Linked DNA regions of Mus musculus: region 2 is linked to region 1. Evidence: chromatin contacts called from public Hi-C data. All regions are on one chromosome and are shown on one strand. The core of a region is the stretch at or near the end of the contact, and the rest is flanking DNA. Distances in the headings are between cores, read along the strand shown.

Region 1 (7,452 bases), core at 2,304-4,803:
CATGGTGGCAGCAGCTTTAATACTGCTTGTGGCTTCTCTTTTTTCTCTCTTCTAAGCTACAAACCAGCAGTTTTGTAGGAATCTTACCAGAGACCCCATTTACAGGAAAAAGACACACAGTAAATCCTTTGAGCAACCCTACTGACTCTTGACTTTACCTTATGAGACTGTAATTTCATCCAAGGCATCTTCAGAGCCACCTTATTTATCAAAAGAAATAGAAAAGAAAATTGGGAGGGGGGATGATTTCTTAGCAAACATTGGAAATACAAGTTGAGAGCCATCAAAATGGTATATATGGTTAAGGCTAAGAATTAATTGCATACTCTATCTTGAAGAGCCTGTACCCAGCCACCACTTGGATGCGTCGTTTCTACCTTGGGAAACACATCCTGCCACTTGGGTATATCTTATTTTCTTCTGAGTGCCTTTTAACTCTCATGCTTAAGCCTGTATCTAAATATCTTTAATAAAATGTCCAACTTTGCTTCACTATACCAGCAAGTCCTGAAGTTCCCAGTTCATTTCAGCCTTTATTGAGGTCCTTAAAAGCTGAGGGGAACTTCTTAGCCTAGCGAGGCAAGAGCATCATGAACTGTTTCTGTCCTACTGACCTAGCAAACCACATGGGCCCCACAACCTGAATGACACAGGTTGCAGATCGGGTGTCCAAACATATCAGCCTGGGGAGCATATTTCAAACACCCAGCTACCACAAATTGGTAGGTTCATTATTTCCTTTTTTTTTTTTTTTTTTTTTTTTTGATTTTTCGAGACAGGGTTTCTCTGTATAGCCCTGGCTGTCCTGGAACTCACTTTGTAGACCAGGCTGGCCTCAAACTCAGAAATTCACCTGCCTCTGCCTCCTGAGTGCTGGGATTAAAGGCGTGCACCACCATGCCCAGCTCATTATTTCCATTTTTAAGACTAAAAAATATATAAGTACATCAATAATTATGTTTACTAGTGACTATAATTTATAATCTTTTAAAATGCACTAGCAGCAGCTTAGCTGGCTTGCCCCCAATGGGAAATATACAGAATCCACTTTGGTAACTGTTGTCAACAGGATAAAGCTCTGGGATTTAGCACGGCATAGGGGAGGACCCATCAGGATGGCCTCTGTCCACACTCCAGCCACATCTCGTGTCACTTGTCCCCTGGCTCAGCTGTTCTTCCTGCTCCTCTGTTTCATCTCTTATGCAACAGACTGCCACATGTCCTATACCTACATCTACCCCTACATCTCCTAAAAGAAATCTCTCCTCTGTGTGGCCACACTGATTTTCTCAGACTGACCCCAGCCATGTCTAAGGACTGAAGGGCAGTATTAAAACCACCCAAACCAGCTCTTTGAGGAGAGTCTGGTAAGCGAGCACAGCTGAGCCTCTTCCTTTGACTGAAGATCTTTCTGTAGCTCTCTGCAGTGAGGGGGAGACTTCAGCATGAGGCATAGGAGAAAGTGATTGAGAGGCAGGTCCAGCCTGTGCCTGGCTCTCCCTATGCCATAACTGGTGGTCTTTCTGAAACCTAGGCTGGTTGCTCTGTGGGGAGAAAGAAGCAGAAGTTCTTGTCAGGAGTTGGGGGGGGGGGGGGGCGAGCAATGGCAGAAACAGTGCTGAAGAAAAAGCTAAGTCAAAAATAAGGCCAGGCCGGGGAGTTCACAACTTCCTGGAGAAGTCTGCTAGAAGCCTGTTTCAAGTAGGTCGCAGAAGCAGAGCTTCAGTGTGATCCTAGAGGGAAACTAAGCAACTTGTACCCTTTTGGAGACGGGGAACAAAGAGAGGCTCAGGAGGTCATGCTGTCTGCCAGGCAGGGTTACAATGTATGGTCATTTGAGTGAGCAATGTCTCTGACAGGCTCAGGTGTTTGAACAGTTGGTCCCCAGTTGGTGGCGCTGTTGTGGGAGAGGCTACAGCCCTGATGGAGAAATACATTGCTAAGGGTGGGCTTTAAGACTTGAAAAGTCTCACTCCACCTGCAGTCCTGCCTCTGGAATGTGTAGAATTATGTGACCTCCCTGCTTCCTGACCCTGCTGCCGTGCCTGGCCTGATGGACACTTATTCCTCAGAACTATACGCCAAAATAAACTACTTTTCTTTAAGTTGGTTCTGTCCTAGTGTTTCTTCATAGTAACAGAAAAGTAACTGACAGAACTTGTTGAAGAATTACCCAAGCTCTTATCTCTCTCTTCCTCTGGACTGGTTCATTGGCCCCTAACTCTACCTCTATCTCCATGCAGAAACCCCAATGGGCAGGGCCTTCCTCACATCCTCCAGCTGCCAGGTCTAGGTCTGAGCTCTAATGGAAAGCTGGGAAGTCCTATTATCCGTCAAAAGACTGACCAGAGAGCATTAAACAAAGCCAACACTTAGCTTCCCACTTCCCCTCTTACACTGACAATTTAATAGGCACAAGTTCCCAAACTGGGAAAGAGACAAATGATTTGCTTTTCAGACCTCGGATCATAAATACAATCAGACAAACCTAGTTAAATAAATGTGCTCCGCTCAATGACTGCAAAGAAACTGAGTGATTATCATGCAACTGTATTTAGGGTCCATAAATTCCGTGCAGACTTCTTAAAAACTGCCGATTCCAGGAAATCTCTTAAGACATTGATTCTGGCAAGCCTGGATAGCACCTTGATGGTATATGGACACTTCAGATTCCCCCAGTGAATGTGGATGCAGGTAGTTTCAGTGGCCTAGACAAATAAAAGGAGGAAAGTTTAAGCTGCAAAGGCTGCTGGAGTCATTTAAACACTGTATGTAGGGGAAGTGTCTTTGCGTAGGTTGCCTCTATGCTATGAGTTATGCGGCAGGCCACCTGTGTTCCGGTTGTGGGCTCATCTGCACCCTTGGGCCATCATTTGACTTCTCTCCTGGCTGGCCAGCAAGGTGGTGACTCTGAACTCTGCAGTGGACCCCTGCGTTTCTCATTATGAGATGCGATCCGTAACTTGGCTCATCCTCTCATTTCGGTGGCTTTGGCTACCGTGTGCCTCCGCGGAAAGGCAGAGTTTCTCTCTGGATGCAGACAGAGCCGAGCTGATCAATCTCATGCAATGACAGGTCCAGAAGAACGTTCAGAACAGCGACTTCCTGCTCAAACCATCTGCTCTAGTCCTAACCGCAGCTCTGCTTCCCAGGGCTCCACCCCCGCCTGCCCTTTGTTCTTAACTCCCAAGGCCACCCACACTGTCACCTCTTTCCCAGGGTCCTGGGAGCCCCTCCCTTGTACGGAAGGGGTTTTTTGTTCCCTTCCACCTCTTAGTATTTTAAATTGCTCTGTGCCTAGATCTCTGATCTCAGCCCTTCTCCTCCTTAGTTTCCGGTCTAGGTTGTCAATCACTCCATTCCATCTGCTTTTCTTTATTTCTTTCCTAGCCTGGAATAGAAGAATTTCCAAGAGTTTCCAGTCCCTGCTGGTGGATGAAGGTCTGGTTTGACAAAAGACCCCTTTCTAGTCCTTACTTACTGCGTGCCTGATCCGAGAGTGGACTTGGGTGTGTGCCATGCCCCAGGGAAAGGAAAGAGAGAGGGATAAAAAGCCTCATCCTGCCAACGGGACTAATGCCAGATCCTTCTCTGTTCGAGTCACCGGCAGTGAATGTCACTCTGTGCGGTGTCTTGGCAGCCAACTGGTTTTCCAGGGCGATACCCCTGTGAATCGCCTGAACTCCATTCACAGCATTCAAGGAAAAGTACAGAAGAAAAGCTAAACTAGATTAGACCAATCTTCCTCCTGGAGCAATGGAGCTCTTAACAGCAGCCATGACTGGCAGTTGCCCTTTGAGCTATTTACCTCATTAGATTAGGGGCAGCCGCAAACAGCTTCTTTTCTTTAGTAACTCAGCACTTAAGTTTCTCTTTTATTCCCACCACCATTACGTCCTGCCAATTTCTGCTGCCTCCTTCATTGTTCTTGCCTTCATTATCTCTCACATCCCAGCTCCTGGCAGGGTCTGATTTCTGTTTCAAGTCTCCCCTCACCTCTACTAGAGCAATCTCATAGATTCCTATAGCCTAACCAACATCATCTAAGACTCCATCTCTACTCAGGCCCTCCTCAGGCCAGTGTCCCAAGACCATCTGCATAGCTCCAACCTTTATCCTCTCATTTCCTTCACCAGCCTTGTACTGTTAGGGTTTTGGGAAGAGAGAAAAGAAAGAAAAAAAAAGTCTGAAAATAATCATTGCTAACACAATATTTTCTGAATAATTTAGGCATGAAGTCAATTGAATTCACAGGTGCGGATGCTCCGTAGACAAAAGCCGAGTGCATTTAAGGTAATTTAATGCTGGGACTCTCTTAGCTTGTGTACCTATAACCTGCACATAGGTCTGATGTATATTAACCCGTTTGGTCTCTTGGATGTATATAATTTAGGTTTTTAATGAAGCTAAAAAAAAAAATCCATTGAGTGCAGGTGGGTCTGCCACAGTTGCTTAAATAAATATTTATTTAACTGGCTGGCTCATTTCCTCCGGCCTGATCATTAATTATATTCATGTTAGAGCCTATTATACTTCTGTGTGAAGCTTTCTGATTGTCTCATGAGCACATTGTGCTGTTCTCAGAGGGCTATCAATTCTCTGGGGGGGGGGGGGTGTCAAAGCATTTGCTCTTTGCCACCCGAGGTTCAGTCTAATCCTCTCTAGCACAGATGAGTGGGCAGGGAGAGTGACGCTTTGGTTATGGCAGAGAGGGGTGGGGGTCTTTTGATGATGTTTCTCTAGCCAGTTGCTAAGCAGAAGGAAAGCAATCCCATCAAGCGAATGGCAGTCCACCTGGAAAGATGTGTTTGGTAGGAGGCAGGAGGGAGAATTAAAACGAGGCCAAGGGAAGTAGGAAGACCTACTCACACGGTGTGTAGTTACTTATTCCTTTAGAGCGTTTCTTTTTCATCCCTGCAAAGGCAGGGTCTGAAACCACCCGGGATGACTGACAGATATATATTACCACCCCCGTTGACTGTGTTGTTCTGTGAGAGGAAGACTCGGGAGAAAGGAAAGAGAGAAGTGGCAAGTAGAAACGGTGGTGTCTGGTCAGCAATAATCATGGTTGTGGTGCTGGGTTTGTTGGTTTGTTTGTTTGTTTGTTTAAGATTTATTTATTGTATAGGAGTACAGTGTAGCTGTCTTCAGACACACCAGAAGAGGGCATCAGATCCCATTACAGATGGTTGTGAGCCACCATGTGGTTGTCAGGAATTGAATTTAGGACCTCTGGAAGAGCAGTCAGTGCTCTTAACACTGAGTGATCCCTCCAGCTCCGGTGGTGCTGGTTGATTTAAGCCTAAACTCTGTCCGAGTTTCTGTGGGATAGAACTGTTTGTCTCTAACGCCAATATAAATGTATTCCTTGGCTTTGAAAAGAAATATACAAATAACTCTCAATGTGGTCAATCCATCTTAATTTCTGGGAAGCAAAAGAACAGAGGGAGGGAAGGAGGAGAGTGGAGGAGGGAGAGGGAGAGAAAAAGTGATTCAGTGTGTATGTGTAAGAGAGAGAGAGAGAGAGAGAGCGTGTGTGTGTGTGTGTGTGTGTGTGTGTGTGTGTGCGCGCGTTCTTTCTCAAGTCCCTTGGATGGTGCTGACACCATTGTTACTTCTTGAGAATAGACCTTTCCTAAGTCACCCACTCATGTTTTGAAACTTGCCAGGATTTGAAATAATTTGATGAGTTTTCAGGGCTAAAATTATCCTTGGAGGAAAAGTCCTACACACCACATATTCATACATACCCCGGAGAAGAGTCTAAAAATGCATTGTTTCATCATCCGTGCTGGTAGTCAGGGCTGGATAATTCATCTCTGCTCAATTAGGGAGCAGAAATCTGTATGCACCTCTCAACACGTCTGTCTCCATAGCCGCTCTGCCTGGAAACCACATCGGACACGATGTGTGTCCTCTCCCGCACTGCTGCGTACTGGTATATGGAGTGTCCTTTTCAGCTAAGAAAAAGGGAGACCTCCTCATCTGCTGCAGAGCTGGCTTGCCCAGAGGGGAAACCTGGGAGGAGAGAACGTGTTATACATCACAGTGTACCCTAAAGTTGTTTAGCAACCAACAAACAAGATGTTAAGTTTCCCACTTTAAAAAGTGGGGATTTGACTGGGCCTGGATTTATTCCTTTAAACCCAGCAAGGCAGCGGCAAGTGGACCTCTGTGACTTTGAGGCCAACCTGGAATACATTGCAAGTTCCAGGCCATTCAGGGATACACAGTAAGATTGCCTCGAAATAGATAGGCAGGCAGGCAGGCAGACAGACAGATAGACAGATAGATAGATCAGGTCCTGGGCCAGTGAAATGGCCCAGCTGATAAAGCATTTGCTGTGCAACCCCAGAACCCAAGTAAGGTGTAAGGAGAGAATCAACTCCGTAAAGTCGTCCGTCCTCTCACCTCCACATGCGTGAGGTGGCAATTTAAACAAACAAACAAACAGACAGACAAACAAACAATTTTTAAAGGGGTTTGTGATCTAGAAAACACACTCATTTCTTTTCATTTTCTTTAAGGAAACCCACAGGACAGGAAACACTGGTCCAAGTGAAACCTGTGGCTAGATCGTCCCCGCCAGCAACGACTCATCTCCTAAAATCACGCTGCTAATTTAACTAATGATTTTGCTTTGTCCTCAGCTGGTACATGGCTAAGTTACTTTAGAGAGAGGCAACATCTTAAAGACACTCCAGTTGCCTGGGTGAGCTACAGAACACTTTTACCTCTTCCTGAGTGTCCAAAGGAAAGAATGCTGGGGGCGATTTGGTGACCTTGGAGACCCATTTGATCTAAATGTACACACCTAGTCTTTTCACATCGCTAACTCCTTTTCCTCTTGTGGGAAAAGTGCCCTCCCTTCATCTTCCCCACCCGCCTACCCTGCCCACTTAATGCCCTCCCCTCGCCTGGGTCAAATAACACTAGTTATTTGAGCTGTAACTGGCACTGCCAGCTGCCTCTTCCTACCTGTGCTTGGGCTTTGGGAAGCATTGGTGAATGCTTCATCTTAGGGCTCTGCTCCACATAAGCTAATGAGGTACATAAAAAAAATAGTACATTTTAAAAATGTAAGATGTTTTTAAAAGTCGCCCCAAGACCGGGAGAACTGAGTGCTTCCTCAAAGTGCTCCTCCATCTTTCAACCTGCTGCTCTAGTTTCTTTATCACACTGTGCTGTGACAAAAGGAAGATTTGTTAGCCCATGAAATCAACAAGAGTCTTTATCCTCTGAGCATCTTCAGCACACCCTCGCTGGGAAACAATCAATTGACCTTCCTACCTAAAGGGAACCGAGTTTTATGCCTAATAACCTCAGGCTGCCACTAGAGGGCAATGTAGTCACTATTCACCACTATACACGCTATACCACTATACACCACTAAAGGGGTCCCGGGGGGTCACAAAAGCAGCTTTTTAAAAGAAAAAAAAATCTTATTTCTCA
Region 2 (7,452 bases), core at 1,267-3,766, 280 kb after region 1:
GGTTTGGGGGCTTTTGTTTACTGCTTTGGGGGTCGGGGCTTATATTATTTAGTACTAGAGACTGAACCGAAGGTCTCGCACGTGCTAGGCGACCACTTTTCTGCTGAGCTACATCCCCAAGTCCTTCTTTTCATTGTTTTTTTTTTTTTTGTTTTGTTCGGACAAGGTGTAGCTGTCTGGCCTACCATTCACTATACAGGCCAGGCCGGCCCTGAATTCACAGAGACGTCCTTCCTCTGCCTCCCGAGTGCTATATAGAGTTTTATACAGGCCACCATACCCAGCCCAGCCATTTTCTTTAACAGCCTTAAATCAGCATCGCAGTTTGCGCTTGGGCTGAGCATTCAAATTTTTTATTTGCTGATCCTGAAATATTTGTAGACCTATTTCCACTAGGTGGCTGTCTTCACCAAGAAGTGTCAGCGCTATGCTGGCTTCTGGTAATTTGAAACCTTACATTTTATAGAGGTAGGCGTATGCGCAGTGGTTTAATAGACGTTCTCACGCAAGTATCAACCTGTGCTTCTCTTTTACGCCTTCACACTGGGTGGAAAAGGAAATATGTTTAAATGTGCCCTCAAAATAGGAAAGAAAAAAAAAATAGAAAAGAGATGTTTTGTTTGAAATTGAAACTATTTGTAAATGTACTTTTTAATTGATGTGTGTGTATATGTTTGTGTATGTGTGTGTTTGTGTATGTACGTGTATGTATGTATTTGTATCTGTGTGTGTATTGTGTGTGGATGTATGTATTTGTGTATTTGTCTGTGTGTGCCTACATGCTCCATGCACACGTGGGTGCCCTTGGAGGCTATAAGAGAGTGTCAGACCCCTGGAGCTGGCATTACTGGCAGTTATAAGCTGCCTGACAAAGGTGTAGGGAACTGAATCTGGGTCCTTGGCAAGAACATAAAGTGCTCTTAACTGTTGAGCCCTCTCAGCCGGGCACGCCTTTAATCCCAGCACTCTGGAAGCAGAGGCAGGCGGATTTCTGAGTTTGAGGCCAGCCTGGTCTACAAAGTAAGTTCCAAGACAGCCAGGGCTAAGGGCTACACAGAGAAACCCTGTCTCGAAAAAAAAAAAAAAAAAAACTGTCTCTCCAGCCCCTGAAATCAATCCATCTTTCTTTTTTCTTTCTGTTTTAGATTTGTTTATTTAATGTATAGAAGTATTTTTTGTGCAAGTACATATGTGCCCACATGCATGTCTGGTACCCATGGAGGTCAGGAAAGGATATGAATCACCTTATAAAGTACATGGATACTGGGAACCAAACCTAAGTCAACAAGTTCCCTCCACTGCCAAACCATCTTTCCAGTCCCCTGAAATTTTTCATAAAGAAATGTAAAGTGGGGGCTGAAGGGGTTGGAGAAATGGCTCAGCAATTAAAGACTGCTTGTTGCTCTGGTACCCATGTCAGGAGGCCCCCCAACTGCCTATAACCCCAGCTCCGGGGAATCTCGCACCTTCTTCAAGTCTCTGTGGGCACACACATACACGTGAAGTCTCTGTGGGCACACACATACACGTGGTATATACACACATGCACACACACAAAATAAGTGAATGAATAAAATGAGAACATAATTTAAAATAATTCTTTAAAAGTTTTAAAGAGAAGGTTGAAGAGATGGCTCAGCAGTTAAGAGCACTGTCTGCTCTTCCAGAGGTCCTGAGTTCAATTCCTGGCAACTACATGGTGACTCACAACCATCTGTAATGGGATCTGATGGCTTCTTCTGGTGTGCCTGAAGACAGCTACAGTGTACTCATATACATAAAATAAATAAATACATAAATATATACATACATAAATAAAAATTTTTAACGAAAGAAATGTGACGTATCTAATCTATCCACTCTTGGACAGATTCCCAAAGGACTGGAAGTCCACAACATACTTGCACACCGTGTTTACAACTGCAATATTCACAACATCCAGGAAGTGGACAAAGCAATTTGATAATACATATGCAATAGAATCTTAAGCAGCTGTAAGAAAATTAAAATTATGCCATTTGAAAAAAAAAAAAAGGATACACCTGGAAATCATGTTAAGTAAAATATAACAGATTCAGAAAAAAAATCCCATTTTCTGTCATATATGGAACCAAAATTTATGTGTGTTATATATGTTTGCATGTCACAAAACTAGAAAGGGGATGAGAAGAGGGGAGGAAGAGATCTTAAGGAAGATGAGAAATACTGGTCGCGATGGAAAGCGAACCCGTGACTGACTGGAAGGCAAGCAGGCGGCTGCTGCACCGGGAGGGAGTATAAGGAAAAGCAGTGGGGTAAGAAACGAAAGAGAACAATGTATAATGACACACATGTGTAAGACGCCAGGACCCTGTGTTCTTCCTATGTAGTCTATGATGGCTAGTGTCAATTTGACAAAAATCTTTTACCATCTGGAAAGGCTGGGCCCCTGAGGATGTCTTTGGGGAGTGCTTATTGTTAATTGATGTGGGAAGACCCATCTTAATTGTGGGAGGGACTTCCTGGACTTCCACAAAGGGAGTAGAAGAGCTGAGTAGGGAGGGACTCGGCAATTAGACTTGCTCCCATGTCAGGAGGCTCCCCAATTGTCTCCAGCTCCAGGGGATCTGACAGCCTCTTCCAGCCACCGTGCCCCCGCCCCCCGCGTGCATGTGTTCTACACACACACGCACACGCACACACGCACACACACAGCATGCATTCCTTACTCTTCTGCCTCTTGACTGTGGGTGCAGTGTGACCGGCTGCCTTTGCTTCGCCGCAGTGATGGATTTCTTTTGAACTGTGAGCCAGAATAAACCATCTCTCCCTTAATTTGTCCTTGTCAGATATTTCATCATGGCTAAGACCCTAACTTAAAAAAAAAAACAGGCCTACAGCTATGGCCGCCGCCGCCGCCGTCGCTGCAGCTAGAGGAGACCCTGTCGGAGAGACTCTGGGGTCTGATGGAGATGTTTGTTTCCTGAGATGGTCTGGTCAGTCGCCCGAGCCACCTTTGACCACCTTAAATCTCTCACTCTTTGTGGCTCAGAAGATTACAGATTTTCCAGGGCGACTTTGTGGATTGGGACCACTTCTTCCTTCATGATCTTGCTTCTTCCTGTTGTCTTTGAAAAGTTGCAAACGGAGCAACAGTAGCAAGCCCAGCAGTAGCTTACTTTTAGGGCCTCACACGGGGCTGTCAGGAGGAGTGCTAGAACTTCCACTTCCTGGAAAGATCTAGAATGTCACTGCGGTATTTGTCCTGGTAGGCGAAATTTGAAATTCATTTCTGTTTGAACTGCTTATTGTTTGGATTTTTTTTTTTTTTTTTTTTTTTTTTTTTGGGTTTTCGGGACAGGGTTTCTCTGTGTAGCCCTGGCTGTCCTGGAACTCACTCTGTAGACCAGGCTGGCCTCGAACTCAGAAATCCGCCCGCCTCTGCCTACCAAGTGCTGGGATTAAAGGCGTGCGCCACCACGCCCAGCTTTGTTTGGACTGTTTATTCTTTTTTTTTTTTTTTTTTTTAACCTTGGCACATCCATCTATTTGAACCGGGTGGGAACTTTCTCTGTTTCTCACGGAGGGACCCCAGGTGCACCTGAGCCCTTTCTAACGCCCTCACTTCCTGTTCTCACTCATGATGCTGGAGTACAGCCATGTGGAGGTCATTCCACTCTGTTCCCTTAGTAAAAGCTCCTAAGGAAGTTCTTACGTGCCCATTGTGGGAAAGAAGTAAACACCTCTGACCATTAACATTTTTTTTATTTTAAAGAATGGAAATGCTAAGACGTGTAAACAGTGTGGGACTGACAAAATCCATTACAGCTACAGTACAAAACAGCCACCAGGAATCCCTGGGTGTGCTGGAGAGAAGGGAAGCTAGCTGTAGCTTTAGCCAGAGGGGCGCTGAGCAGAGCAGGCCCTCATTTCCTCTGTACAGTTTGGCTCTTAGACCTGCATATGTATAAAAAAAGAAGTCAGCGCTCACTTTTTGTATTTAAATACTGAAAAAGAACTCCAACTGAAAAAAATTAAAAATAAAAACTAAAATATGAAGTTATACCCAAGAAGATCAGTGAAAGGCAGATAATATTTTTAAAATCCAATAAAGAAAAGAGAACAAAAAGATAAAAATAAAAATAAATCATCTTTGGGTAATGGTTTATGTTGTCAAATCAGAAAGCACTTGTTCTTGGAGCTTGAAGAGATGGCTCAGAAGTTAAGGATGCTCACTGATCTTGCAGATGATTAGGACCAGTTTCAGCAGCCTCATGGTGCACAACCACCCGTACCTCCAATTCCAGGCTCCAATGTCCTCTTCTGACCTCTGCTAGCACCTGCACACACATGGCACACATGCATGCACACAAGTATACATAAGCACATATAATTAAAAATTGAAGGCATATATATCATATATATATATATATATACTTATAATTTTGATGGATATAGTATAGATCATACATAACATATATGGCATAGATTTGTGTGTGTGTGTACACACACACACACACACACACACACACATATATATATATATGACATCATGGAACTAGATTAAGGTAGCCACTCAAATAAACACTTATAAAGTTAAAATGAAGCCATGGAGTGTCACTTATAGTTTACACTTTCACTGTGGGTTATACTTTTGTACCTTTATCCACCCTAAAAGCAAAACAAAGTAGAAAAAGAAAGAAAGAAAGAAAGAAAGAAAGAAAGAAAGAAAGAAAGAGAGAAAGAAAGAAAGAAAGAAAGAAAAACACATAGGATGGATCCAGGCACTGACTCAGCAGTTAAAGGTGCTGGCTGCTCTTCCAGAGAACCTGGGTTTCATTCCCAGCACTCACATGATGATTCACAATGGTCTGTAACTCTAGTTCCTGGGCATCCAGTGACCTCTTCTGGTCTCCATGGACACTATACACACACGGTGCGCAAACATACGCAAGCAAAACACTCAGACACATAAAAAGAAAATAACTTTAAAAGAAAAAAATAAATGACCGTTGACCTGCCTCAGATCCCTTTTCATTCCTCAAGTGTTCTTTGGCCTGCATCCCATCCTTACTCATCACTCAATATTATTCTTTCTTGGTCTCCTTTCTAAGTGTTTTACTATGCCCATATTTACACACACACACACACACTCTCTCTCTCTGTCTCTCTGTCTCTCTGTCTCTCTGTCTCTCTGTCTCTCTCTCTCTCATTCATTATAAGCTAGGATCTGCACAGGAGGAAGAAGATGTGGTTGTTTCTTTTTCTCCTAAGTTTGGGTAACATCATCTACTACTATTCTCGCTAAGAACATACACTTTCCTGAAAGTTTTGGGGATTTAATTTTTCTTTAGAGCTGAACACTATCGATGTACCATTTTTTTTTCATTTTCCATTCATCCACTGATGGACATATAAGTTCCATTTCCTCACTGTAGTAAATAGGACAGTAATAAGCAAGGGTTGGGGGGAAAAACACTTACTTAGACAAATTGTTTTAATACTTAGAAGAAATTGGCTACTGTCTCTTATAGTTAGCATTTTGTTTATATCTTATCTCCAAGAGCAAAGGTATGTAAAGATTAAAAAAAAAATCTATTGAATGGAGTTTACCGGGTGATACAATTGCTTCTTCCCAGTCCTAAGTTTTGTTACTTAGTGTCTGATGCCTTGGTTAATGGTTTCTTGGGAGAAACCCATTAATCATCTTGTTTAGAAAGAACTGCTTACTGCTGACTTCTCAGTTAACTGTAAGAACTGTTATTACTGTTACCCGTGTTACTAAGGGTTAATGGTCAGTGGCAGCTATTAAATATTGAGCTGAGAGCCGGGGCATGGTGGCACACACCTTTAATCCCAGCACTCGGGAGGCAGAGGCAGGTGGATTTCTGAGTTCGAGGCCAGCCTGGTCTACAGAGTGAGTTCTAGAATAGCCAGGGCTACACAGAGAAACCCTGTCTCGAAAAACCAAAGATAGATAGATAGATAGATAGATAGATATTGAGTTGAAGTGGTATCGGCAGAGGATGTGGTCTACAATTAATGGAACCATCTGGAACAGAGTCCTGCATTTTTGGAAGCTTGATGTGGGCCTGTAGCCCTCTTCTTAAGATGGGAGCACTTGATAAGTGGTGCTAGGAGATTTTCTATTATTGTGAGGGACGAGTAAAGAAAATGATTACTTATTTCATATTAAACTTCAAAATCAAGTCCATAATGATTAATTTCAAAATCAAGTCCATAATGATCAATAACTTAAGTATACAGGGGAAATGTTTAACTTCTAGGGAAAAATTAGAGCTCTTGACAATATTTTTAAATCTTTTAAAACATTTATTTATTTGTTTGCTCAGCGATTTGGGAGGTAAGGGGATGCACCACGTGTGCCACAGTGTAGAAGTAAGAAGATAACTTGTGGAGTTGGCTCTATCCTCCCACTTGAGGATTAAACTCAAGTTCTCAGGCTTGGCTATAAAAGCCTTTACCAACAAAGCAGTTTTGCCAGTCCAGAAGAAAACGCTATCATTATGACCTTGGAGTTCCAGTCCAAATGAATTTTATCTTTATGACCTTGGAGTAATGGAGACTCCTTAACAGAGGCACAAATCCTACAAGAAAATATTATAAACCTAACTACATTAAAACTGAGACATCTTCCCATTGAGAAAGTGGATAAAGAATAGATGAAAAAAATGGAAAATATATTTTCCACAAATATAACTGGTGAAGGATTAGTATCCAAAAATACATAAAGAATTTCTACAAACAGCAAACACAATAAACAATGGTCAGGATACAAATAGGCACTTTACTAAAGAGTAACTAGAAAGAGATATTGTGAATAGAGGAAGAGATGCTGCTGTGGTCTGAATGATGACATCACCTCCAAAATCCATGCTGAAGCTAATCTTCAATGCAACAACAATACAGTGTGTCATTTGGGGTCATTAAGACCTGAGGGTTCTTTAGTTACTTCTCCCATTGCTGTGACAAAATATTTGACAAGAAGCAAATTTAAGGGAATGTCCCAGAGACACCCCTCCCCCCCAAAAAAATAACACGGCTATTGCTGTTGGTGTTCGTTTCCCACCAGAGTGTGACTGTATGACCCTATTAGAAGACACCAAAGACATCACACACTTTGGTCACAGGGTATGAAGAAATCAAGTTGGTACTGACCAGGAAGCTTCATAATGCTGGATGGTGCTATGCCAGATGCTAGGGTGTGGGGCAAGAATCAACAGGCTTATCCAGCTATAAAGCCCATGAGCTGCAATAATGACCAACACGGCAAGATATGCCCATGGGTACAACAGTGGCATGTATGTCACGGGAGTAACCCAACTACCTTCTGCTTAGATGTAAGGTCTACTTTACAGGAGGAAACCCATTCCTGGGACCGTAAAGCTAGCCAAGAACCAATAGTTGGGGAGCTCATAGACCCCAAGGTTGAATCTACTATTGCAGTAACAC

Evidence for each region. A called contact is a pair of places that touch in the nucleus more often than the background predicts.
Region 2: a Hi-C map of the N1E-115 cell line shows a contact between it and region 1, with 5 times the contacts expected there. A contact is called at or near these places in 5 of 484 Hi-C or Micro-C datasets (the HL-1 cell line, the N1E-115 cell line, Sertoli cells and 2 more) and 1 of 130 datasets of targeted methods (the NIH/3T3 cell line).

Annotation. Positions count from the first base shown.
Region 1 is chr19:36,531,393-36,538,844 of GRCm38.p6, forward strand. It overlaps Gm32143 (a long non-coding RNA gene), which reads right to left and starts at 7,409. Exons shown (of 3, transcript XR_386676.3): 1 at 6,979-7,409; 2 at 5,751-6,018; 3 at 2,531-2,708.
Region 2 is chr19:36,815,740-36,823,191 of GRCm38.p6, forward strand. No RefSeq gene overlaps it. Among named protein-coding and RNA genes, the nearest start is that of Tnks2, 15 kb to the right of the region's middle.